2 separate regions of the Siniperca chuatsi genome follow, and region 1 is linked to region 2. A link is a contact called in public Hi-C data. All regions are on one chromosome and are shown on one strand. The core of a region is the stretch at or near the end of the contact, and the rest is flanking DNA. Distances in the headings are between cores, read along the strand shown.

The links. A called contact is a pair of places that touch in the nucleus more often than the background predicts.
Region 1: a contact with region 2 is called in a Hi-C map of liver, with 5 times the contacts expected there. The contact joins the promoter of LOC122865711 here to the enhancer-like site in region 2. A contact is called at or near these places in 3 of 3 Hi-C or Micro-C datasets (liver, skeletal muscle and an unstated tissue).

The regions. Positions count from the first base shown.
Region 1 is chrLG18:17,316,233-17,321,132 of ASM2008510v1, reverse strand. It overlaps LOC122865711 (chondroitin sulfate proteoglycan 4-like), which reads right to left and starts at 1,875. Exons shown (of 22, transcript XM_044174526.1): 1 at 1,650-1,875. The coding sequence starts at 1,713.
Region 2 is chrLG18:17,282,921-17,287,975 of ASM2008510v1, reverse strand. It overlaps LOC122865539 (ras-GEF domain-containing family member 1B-B-like), which reads left to right. Exons shown (of 14, transcript XM_044174115.1): 5 at 1-79; 6 at 762-836; 7 at 2,547-2,639; 8 at 3,003-3,105; 9 at 3,577-3,656; 10 at 3,805-3,900; 11 at 3,997-4,092; 12 at 4,465-4,588; 13 at 4,705-4,777; 14 at 4,899-5,055. The coding sequence ends at 4,932. Among protein-coding and RNA genes, the nearest start is that of LOC122865539, 13 kb to the left of the region's middle. Within about 2 kb of position 1,870, the one cell type or tissue checked has an H3K27ac peak away from gene starts, as active enhancers do. A contact at or near this core is called in liver, where this site is marked.

The sequences.
Region 1 (4,900 bases), core at 626-3,125, 33 kb before region 2:
TAAAGCGCATTTAAATGATTCAAATGAAAGGCCAGATCCAAAAAATTAAAGAAATAGTTTTATACATCAGACTCTCTCTGTCTCAATAAAAAGAATTGGCATGAAGGGGGAAAAAAAACGAAGCAGAGACATTTTATGAATAAATTACTCACAAAAGCTGCTGTGTACAACTCTACAGTGTAATTACATGAAATCCAATAATTTATGTTCCCACATCACACACATAAAAGTCAGTCAGCAACTCAAGCTACAATTTTACATGTAGGAAATCATAACCATTTAACATTTAACATAGTGGTCAGTTTCTAAATATTGTTGCTAATTAATTTGTCAAATTATTCAGGAACTAAGGAACGGTTTCAGTTGACTGAATTTTGGTGAAACTATTTTGGGTAAGCTTTTTTGGTTAAAAAAAAATGTGTGTTAAACATGTCAAACATCTAATCTGAACAGATTTTCCTTTTTGTACAAATTTGCTTTTAAAAACATATAGAAAACAATGTTAAAATAATCATCCTTTACATACATTCTTCTGCATTCCATATTTTTGTCCTTTTGTTCTTTTCATTTTATGCCTGCATTGGTGTCATTTATCGTAATTGCTTATTACTTTATTGCCTTTAAATCCCTTCGCAACTCTGGTTGGGAAATGCACTGCCTGCAATAAATGATCAAGGCTGTTATTATGTGTTATAAGACTATTCCCAGTGAGAAGTACTCAGTCAGCAGGGTGGCCCAGCATGCCGCTCTGCATAAAGCCTATAGGCCTGCTGTCAGTATAACCCATGTCTGTCCATCTATCTCTAATCTGCCTCTATAATACCAGTGAACATTGGATTATTAGTAATCTTCCTACAGTCACAGACATACCTCGAATATGAATGCAGGTCTTTAATGCGCTGTCATGAGAAGGTATAAGTACAGAGATATGTACAATCAGCAATGCTGATATGCTGTTATTCCTGCACCTTTGTTACGAAATGTTGATGTTCCAGTGGCAATTATTTAGATTTGATCAGAAGTGTTGATTGAGAAGTAGTCCACTGACAAAACTGATAAAGCTCTGAGGCGGCTTTTCAAAAGTAAGTGAAGTATTAAATGAACTCTGATGTGTGTGGATTCAGAAACACTGATTAAATGTTCATTTTTACATTAAATACTGATTTTGCTGTGTGCAATGAAATGTTTTTAGGGAAGAGCAAGGAACAACTTGTTATGATGGCAGTGTTTAGTTACATCACTAGAGGAAAATCTTAGAAACCTAATTTTAGGAGGACATTTGGTGAGCAGTGTGACATCAGATCAAGTAAATAATCCAGTATACAGCAGCATATTGCCATATTAGACTGGATTAAACAAGCTGCCTTTATAAACTGCCAACTGTCACAGATGCATTTTAACTTAATCAAAGGTTGTACAAACAACAATACTACAACCACAGCTTGTGTGTGAATGTTAAAGGTTAGCTTTAATAAATTTGCATTAGCAACCATTAAAAACTACATTTTTACATGCTTCTATAAGGGAAATCTTTTTACAGCATTACCAGTTCTATTATAGCAACGCAACAAATCATTCAACTGTAAAGTTGAATAATTGTTCACACAGTTAGGAGGAAAGGTGGTTTTCTCTCCTCTGCAGTGCCTTACCTCCATAAACTTGTCCTGTGGCAATCAGCAGGAGCAGAAACAGATTGGTCACAAAACTCCCCATTGTTAGTTAGGCCCTTAAAATCTAACTTGCATTTAGTTAAGAGCAACCTCTGGCTGCTTGATTGTGCTGTCCATTGTCTTTACTGTACATCACTGGCTCTGCATGTCATTTCCACTGCTGGCAACTTCCCTAACACTAACAGCTTCTACTTGCTTTGCTGGCTTTGGCTTACAGCCTTTAAAAAAAATGTACCTGTGCTTGTGAGCAGAGCGCAGCAAGGTGGAGCTCCACCCTCTGATCCTCCCCTTGGCTGTTGTAGTGCATAGTACCAAACATGAACACAAGGGGGAGGTGTCATAACACATACAGAGACAGAGAAGGAGAGAAAAAAAGAAATGGGCTGAAGCGCTTTATATAAAGTACAGCAGATTGTGCGTTTCTGTTCATGTGAAACTGAGACTGGATCTCAAGTTAAACAATTGAAAATACAGACAAGACTTATTTTGAAAAAAGTATGGTAGTGAATTGAACCCATCCTTAGTTTAACCCATGGCAACCTTTCTTACTTTGTCTTGTGGTGTGAAAAATTCAGCTGCTGTCACACATCAAAATGAGCAGCATTGACCCAAGGCCATTGTTCAGTATGTTACCATTTTCTGCTACAAATCTATCATGATGAATGCTTATTTGCTTGTAGCCAGATTATGTGAGGTAGTCAAGTACAAATACTAAAGTTTATTTTATTTTATTTTTTGAACAAGGAATGTTTCGATTACATGTTATGTGACTTGGACCACTTGTTCACAGGGAAAGAAAGCATTTTTTTGGTGTCTACTCTGAGAAACTTATAGTTTCACAGCTCAAAAGGCCAATGTGGCCTCCTGGCCCCAACAGCACTACCTGCAAACCAACTGCTCTGCAATTTACTGATTATGAATGATAAGTATATTTTTTAGTATTAGTAAGGTTTATCACAGATCATCCTCTATGAGGGGAAAGGGGTTCAAAGCAAATATACAGAAAATCCTCCTGAGAAGGTCATAAGACATTCACTTAATTATGATGTTGGCCAATAGTGAGTAAAACTGCCCTCTGGACCAATAAATACATAAAAATGTATAAATAAATCTGACGTAGCTTTGTGATATACTGGTGACCTGTCCAGGGTGTACCCCACTTCTCACTCAATGTAAACTGAAAAAGGATATGAGGGTATAGATAGTGGATGTAAATCTGTGATGTTGCATTGGACTCCACACCCCCAATGTACAAGGCAGCGTTACATTCTCTGAATCTGACATATAAACAAAAAAATCAACTCTTTGCAGTGTGCAGACTTTGGAGATATATGTAATTTGCAAAGAGATCTGAAGCATGCGTCTGAGAGTACTAGTGGTAGTAGTAACAGTATTTTACAATGTTGAACTAAGCAAGTCTACATCCTCCCTACGATTCTGACGTATCCCCTCGCCAAAGTGTGACATTTTCATATTCAACACTTGTAGAATTTGTTGTAAAAAAAGTACCCCCTGAAAAAGCTACTGAGTTACAGTAACAACAGTGTCAAAGTAATTACTATTTACTTTCCACCCCTGATGCCAGGGGCGCCCACTGAATTGAAATGAATTGACCTGCAGAGAGGGATAGAAGAGAGAGAAAATGAGAGACAGAGGAAGAGAAAAACAGAGAAAGAAAACATAGATATGAAGAATGGGAAGGAACAAAGTGTGCAAAATTGCTAAAACAGAGAAGAGAGAGGAGAGAGGAAGTAAAAGGGAACGAGAGGTTACAGGAGGGAAATGTCCGGTGGCTGACTGAGGTAAAGTGGAAGTTTGGGTGTGATTGTTCAAACTGCAGGACACACTCCCTAGTCTGTATCCTGAACCCCTCCCACCTCTACACACACACACACACACACAAACACACACATACACTGAAATGTGCTTGAGAGAGTTTGGTCCATTAAACTGTTGAAAGAACACATAAGGTCTTTTATTCAGCTGCTGATATAAACGCTGCTTGGCTCGCACATGAGAGGAGTGCTGGGTTTAGCTATAGTTCCCAGGGTGTTGAATAATAGACTCCGCAGCCCAGTTTCTCAAACGAAAAGGTCACACCCAAAATGGGTCACAGTTCAGCTGGTGACGGGTCCTCTCATGACGAGAGTGGTGGTGTGTTTTAATGAGCCTGGATCCCAGGCTGAGAGGATTACCGTCTTGTCTTTTGGGCTGGAAAAGTCTTTTATGAGTTTTTCTTCAAGCTAGACAAGCAGACAAGTGAATGTTTAAATCGAGTTCTAATTTCTACATTTCACAGGAATGAATCTTTTCTGTGCATCAGGACCCATTTGCAGAGGAATTTCTGATGCTGAAGGCAAATAATTTTTCTTCTCTACTAATATAAACAAATGAATCACATATACATACAAGACTGTGGGTAAGAGGTATTGCTAAACAACCCAATAAACTCCAGCAGATATTTTATTAGCATTCTGTGCTATTTGGGAACTACACAAGTGATGAAGGTCACAGTCTCTTGCTTCAACACATAATCTTTAAAGAGACATTTTTTTAATTCTCATTTTAAAGTTTTGAAAATAATTTCTATTGGCTATGATGACATTTTAATCAGCTAGACAGTTTTACAGTTTTATAAAATAAAGTAGTAGCATTTAAAATTAATAATTTACAATTACTTATAATGCAACCACACAAGAGATCAGACAGGTTATCATAGTTTAACCTTTTTAATCATACATACTTGAAAATAAAAGGTGAACATTTAAGTTATTCCCCAAATTATTTTAGATATTGCAGAGCTACTTCCTGGTTCCACGTTGAAGTCTGTGCATGCAGTTTTACAATGCAGTGGAGAAATATGAAGCACATTTTGGGTCCAGTTCGTTCTCACATTCACCTCAGTGGATTAGATAATTGTGTTACACTGGAGATTTATTTGAAACCATCTGTTTGTCTGACTAGCCTTGTTGCTTGCCCTCTTGGACACTGTTGTAAACCTGCAACCCCAGAATTCAGCAAATTGATAGATAAATGATACAGCAACAGATGATGGCCAAAACTACAAAAACACTGAGATGAAACGATGAATCATGAACAATCAGTCAATCAGTTAATCAAAAGACGTGCACCTATAGGGTTAATAGCTGTGTGTGTAGATGTTTTTCTATACACAAATGCACTTTGAAAAAGTTGGAAGATGAAACATGCTCATCTGTTTGACATGTTTG
Region 2 (5,055 bases), core at 621-3,120:
CTCGGGTCAGCGAAGCGACGTAATGAGTGTGTGTGACGACCCCTTCATCCTCGCCCAGCAGCTCACACACATTGAACTGGTAAGAAGTTAAATGGGCTAAGATTTGGGACTCTTATTTGAAGTAATGTGTCATGCGTCTCCTGTGTAACCATCTGTTGTGAGATTTAGCGGCAGATCTGTAGTGTGTGTGTGTGTGTGTGTGTGTTCTCATGTGGTTACTACTTTACAGGTCTTTTTTACTCATCTAAATTTAGTGAATTTATTATTTTGGTGGTGTAAAGGCAGTGTTTTAAGAACACTCATTTATAGACTTAATGAAAACTGTTATTTTTTCAGTTTTATTGTTTTCCCATAAACCCCTTTGTGTGGTCTGTTTTGCTGCAGCGGTGCATATAGAAAGTTTATTAATAGTCTTTTTATATAAAGATAAATTACTTTCAGTTGTGTGCTGTTTTGTTCTGGCAGTCCTAATCTTTAAACCATTTTTTAGAGCAAATTTTTACTGACCTTTACTGATTTTAATGACTTTGTTTGTTTTTGTAATGACCCTTTATTAAAGTTACAGACCTCTGTCCACACAAATGAAATTTTTTCATTACCATCTCCAGTTTTTTGTTCTGAATCATCTCCTTTTTCCTGCTCTCGGTCTTCTACATCATCAACTTTCTTTTATTCATCTCCCTTTCTTCTTGATCATCTTCCTCTTATATATATTACAGTTATAGTCCTGATGGTTTCCTCTCCTTGTTCTCTGCCTTCAGGACAGACTGAGTTTTATCGGCCCTGAGGAGTTCATCCAGACATTCGCCATGAAGGATCCTCTGGAGAACCATAAGGTACAATTGAGTTTGAATGAACAAACGCCATGTTTTAGCTCTCCCTCCCGTTTTTTCCGGGGGGGGGGTTCAATGATCCCACTCACAACCCGGTGAAACATTAAACATAATCATGACCTCTCAACCATAAAACTTATTTCTCGGATTTTACTTGTTCCTCATTTCCTTTTTCCTTCTAGTATTTTATGTTGCTGATTAAAAGGATTTGTAAATGTTAAGCTTGTTAAGCTGTCTTTCTAGTACAAGATACAATGGGTAATTTCACAAAATCCTTCACATCAAACTAACTCATTCCAGTCAGAATTAACAGATTGATGGATCGAATAGCTACGGCTTGCTGCATATAGCTTTTTAAGAATACTCCAACATGACCGGTTTTTAATTATTAACATCAAAGGAACGATAAAAGCCCCAGATTGTAGTCATTTTAAGTCATCCTTTATTATTTTGATTTCAAGTGTCTTCATTTTGGGTCTGCTTTGCGTGTAATTTGTGGTCTGTTTCAGTTCAAGTTGATTTGCTTTAGAAGCTACATCAAAGATCCCACTGGCAGATAGATGGGAATTTGTGCAGTTTTTTTTTTTGAAAATGCATCAAACACAGTATGAAAGAGCCATTCTGCATGCGTCTATGTGTATCTGAAGGGCTCTTTCCCTCCTAAGTGGTCCTGTGAGTCAGCTGAAGGGTCATTTTCAATCAGCGCTGCTGAGAACAAGCTTTCAGCTGCTGTATGTGACTGCGTTGCATCTCAGCCCTCACCGGTGCTGCACCACTTATATAAGACCCACTTTGTATAAAAGAGCGGTTGAGTCAGCGTAAAGGGTCCTGAAGTGTAGAGGGGAAGTTTGGAGTGGAGTGGGCTGCCGGTGTTGTGTAAGCATTTAATAGAGCCATAAATCTCCGGGATTACATCATCACGGCCAAGTCAAGGTTATTTATACAGCGCTTTCATGATGTTTATTTATATAAAAGTTCCTCTGGCAAACAGGTTCACCGCTGACTGTCTCACAGAAAACCAAAAGCAGATTTAAATGAGATGGAAATAACAACAGACATGTCACACACACTCCACAGTGCAGGCCCACAGGTTGTGTGGGTGTGAGGGCTGTCAAGATCCATTTGCAAAGGAAATTACAGAGTAGCAGCAGTCTGTTTCCTTGTGTTTCTTTTTTATAAAATGATTTATTGGATACTCTTAAGAAAAGTATGATGTGGAATTTCATAGAGCTAATCAAAATTTGTCTTGTCAGGTTTTGTTATAGAAAGATACCACAAAAAAGGCAAAATGCCAAAAACAATAATCATAACAAAAAATATTAACTCAAGGTCCACTTACTAGCTTTTTATGGGGCTTTCATCTGCATCTCATAGTGGTTCTCAGAGGATGGAGTTAGCTCAGTATTTGTTGTGTATCAATACTTTTCTCAGTATGCAAACTCCATCTGATGAGAAAAACCATGTGATGCAGTTGAAAGCTCCAGAAAAATCTAGTAAGTGTACATTGAGTCATTTTTTTCCATTTATTACACAGATGAATATATTCAAAGATAAAAAAGACTCATTGTATTACACATTCAGTGTAATACAATGAAATACTGACAGAAACGGGATATAGAAATACTGATAAAAACACTACCAAAATGTATCCTTTTCATTCTGTGAACTTGCATGTGTGTTGACTTTGTCATCTCCCTTCTTTTTGTTTTTTAGGGTTTCTTCCGGAAGCGCAAAACCAGTAACCTGGAGGCCTACGTCAACTGGTTCAACAGACTGAGTTTCCTGGTGGCCACTGAGATCTGTATGGTATGTTGTACTTAAAGTGCAGAAATCTCTAAGTCTGTCCCTGTTTTACACACACCAGAGCTCTTGTTCAATTGGCAGGTCCATGCTTCATTGTGAAACACGCAGCTCCAGTCGGCCCTTATGTGTTTGATATAAATCATTTTGGACTAAGGAACAGCTTCACAATGCTTAACAAAACTTAATAAAACAAAACATCCATCAAAAACTTCTCCTGCAACATAAACAATATATTCTACTTTTGTGCTCATTATGCCTCGAAAACATGTATTTATGAAAATAATTAAGGTTAAAATTGTACATATATTAAATGGCCAGCAATTGAGGAGTCTTTGATTTACTTCCTGTTGTTTTCTCTCATTACAGCCAGTGAAGAAGAAACACCGAGCACGAATCATAGAGTTCTTCATAGATGTGGCTCAGGAATGTTTCAATATTGGCAACTTCAACTCCCTCATGGCCATCATCAGTGAGTATTGGACATAAAAACACACAGAAACTCACTTTTCATTTGCAGACAATTAAAAGCAGCCTCCACACTGAATGATTTCTGGGGAATGAAGTGCAGAATCACCAGGGTGCTTAAACCTGTGTCAGTACACATTAAGAAAGCAGAAATCCTGCAGCATCTCAGAAATGATTTAAATGGCTTCCACTTAAATCAGTAATCAGCATTATTCTTGATTTCACAACCCACTTTGTCACAGCTTGTGTTTGAAGTAGGGGACACTACAGTTAAATTGTAGTTCCCACCATTTCTTTGTCCAATAGCCAATAATCAAATTCAATAATGTCAACAGATACAGTGCCAGCTGGAGTTGAGGCTAATGCTAAACAGTTCAAGGAAGTACAAACAGAGTTAGTGGAGGCTCGAAGCAGTCCAGCCTGCTCTTTTTCTTAGGTCTGTCTCTGTAAATACTCATACTTTGTCTGTCTTTAGCTGGGATGAACATGAGTCCTGTTGCCAGACTGAAGAAAACCTGGAGTAAAGTCAACACTGACAAGTTTGAAATCCTGGAGGTGAGAAAACCTGCATACACCAGTGATTCAGTGGATTGAAGATTTTATGTTGTAATTACATTAATTTTTTTAATTTAAAGTTTTCTATTAAAATGCATGCATATGTGTTTGTGTTTGATCAATGTCTGCTCTGTCTGACCTCACTCAGCACCAGATGGACCCCTCCAGTAACTTCAGCAACTACCGCACTGCGCTCCGTGGCGCCACCCAGAGGTCTGAGACTGCACACAGCAGCCAGGAGAAGGTAAGAGAGCACACGGGGTTCTTCTAGAAAAAATGAAAACCTAATGCCCCAAATGCAAAATGTCAATATAAACTTGCTGTCTCCTCTTTCCTCCAGATTGTGATTCCTTTCTTCAGTCTCCTCATTAAAGACATCTACTTCCTGAATGAAGGCTGTGCCAGCAGGCTGTCCAACGGACACATCAACTTTGAAGTCAGTCCACAATTAAAATTACACGTATTATTATATCAACAGTATTATAAGCTCATTTAAACACAGTAAGATTTGATCATCCACTGTGAAATTATGTAACTGCTACTCAGTAATAGGTTTGGCTTTGAGAAGAGACTTTCAAATATGATGTAATGACGCCCCTCTTGTGGCATAAAAGAGCATTACATTTTTCCATCAGTGCTTTTCCATTCAGATGACATTAAGAAACTGTTTTATTGAGACATTCTTCTCTTTGTGCTTTATGATCTTAATGATTTTTGTGTATTTCCTGGATCTGCAAGAGCCAAGCAGATGCATTTTCTTGTTGTTGTGTCAGTGTTAATAAAGTCTGTTGTCACTGTGTCCCAACAGAAACTGTGGGAGCTTGCAAAGCAGGTGAGCGAGTTCCTGGTTTGGCGTCAGGTGGTTTGTCCATTTGACAGAGACCGCCGGATCCTCCAGTACCTCGTCACCACGCCTGTCTTCAGTGAAGACGGTTAGTATGCGGTCTTCTCTGCGTTTATCCAATCGTATATAAATCGCCTATTCTGGCAGTTTGCCACCATGGCAGAACAAATTAAACTCGGGCTTTGTCTTGCTTTATCGTCGCAGAGCTGCATCTGGCCTCGTATGAGAGCGAAGGACCTGAGAACAATATGGAGAAAGACAGTCGTAGGTCTCTTAGGTGGGTGTACACACACATGTGCACACACTCCAAAACAATCAAACCTCCTCAACCAACCATAATCAACATATAATAAATTAGTTAACTTAATAACGCTGATTATCTATGTTCTGTTTTACAGATCTTCCCTTCTGCATCGAGAGAATCGGTCTTAAGAGAATGACATTCCTCTCTGCTCTAAAGACTGTAAATGAACTAGGTGTTTTAAAGCTACAGGTTCCTCCATATTATCTTATAGACACATTTTTACATCCCCATGGCCAAATTTTAAGCCTAGG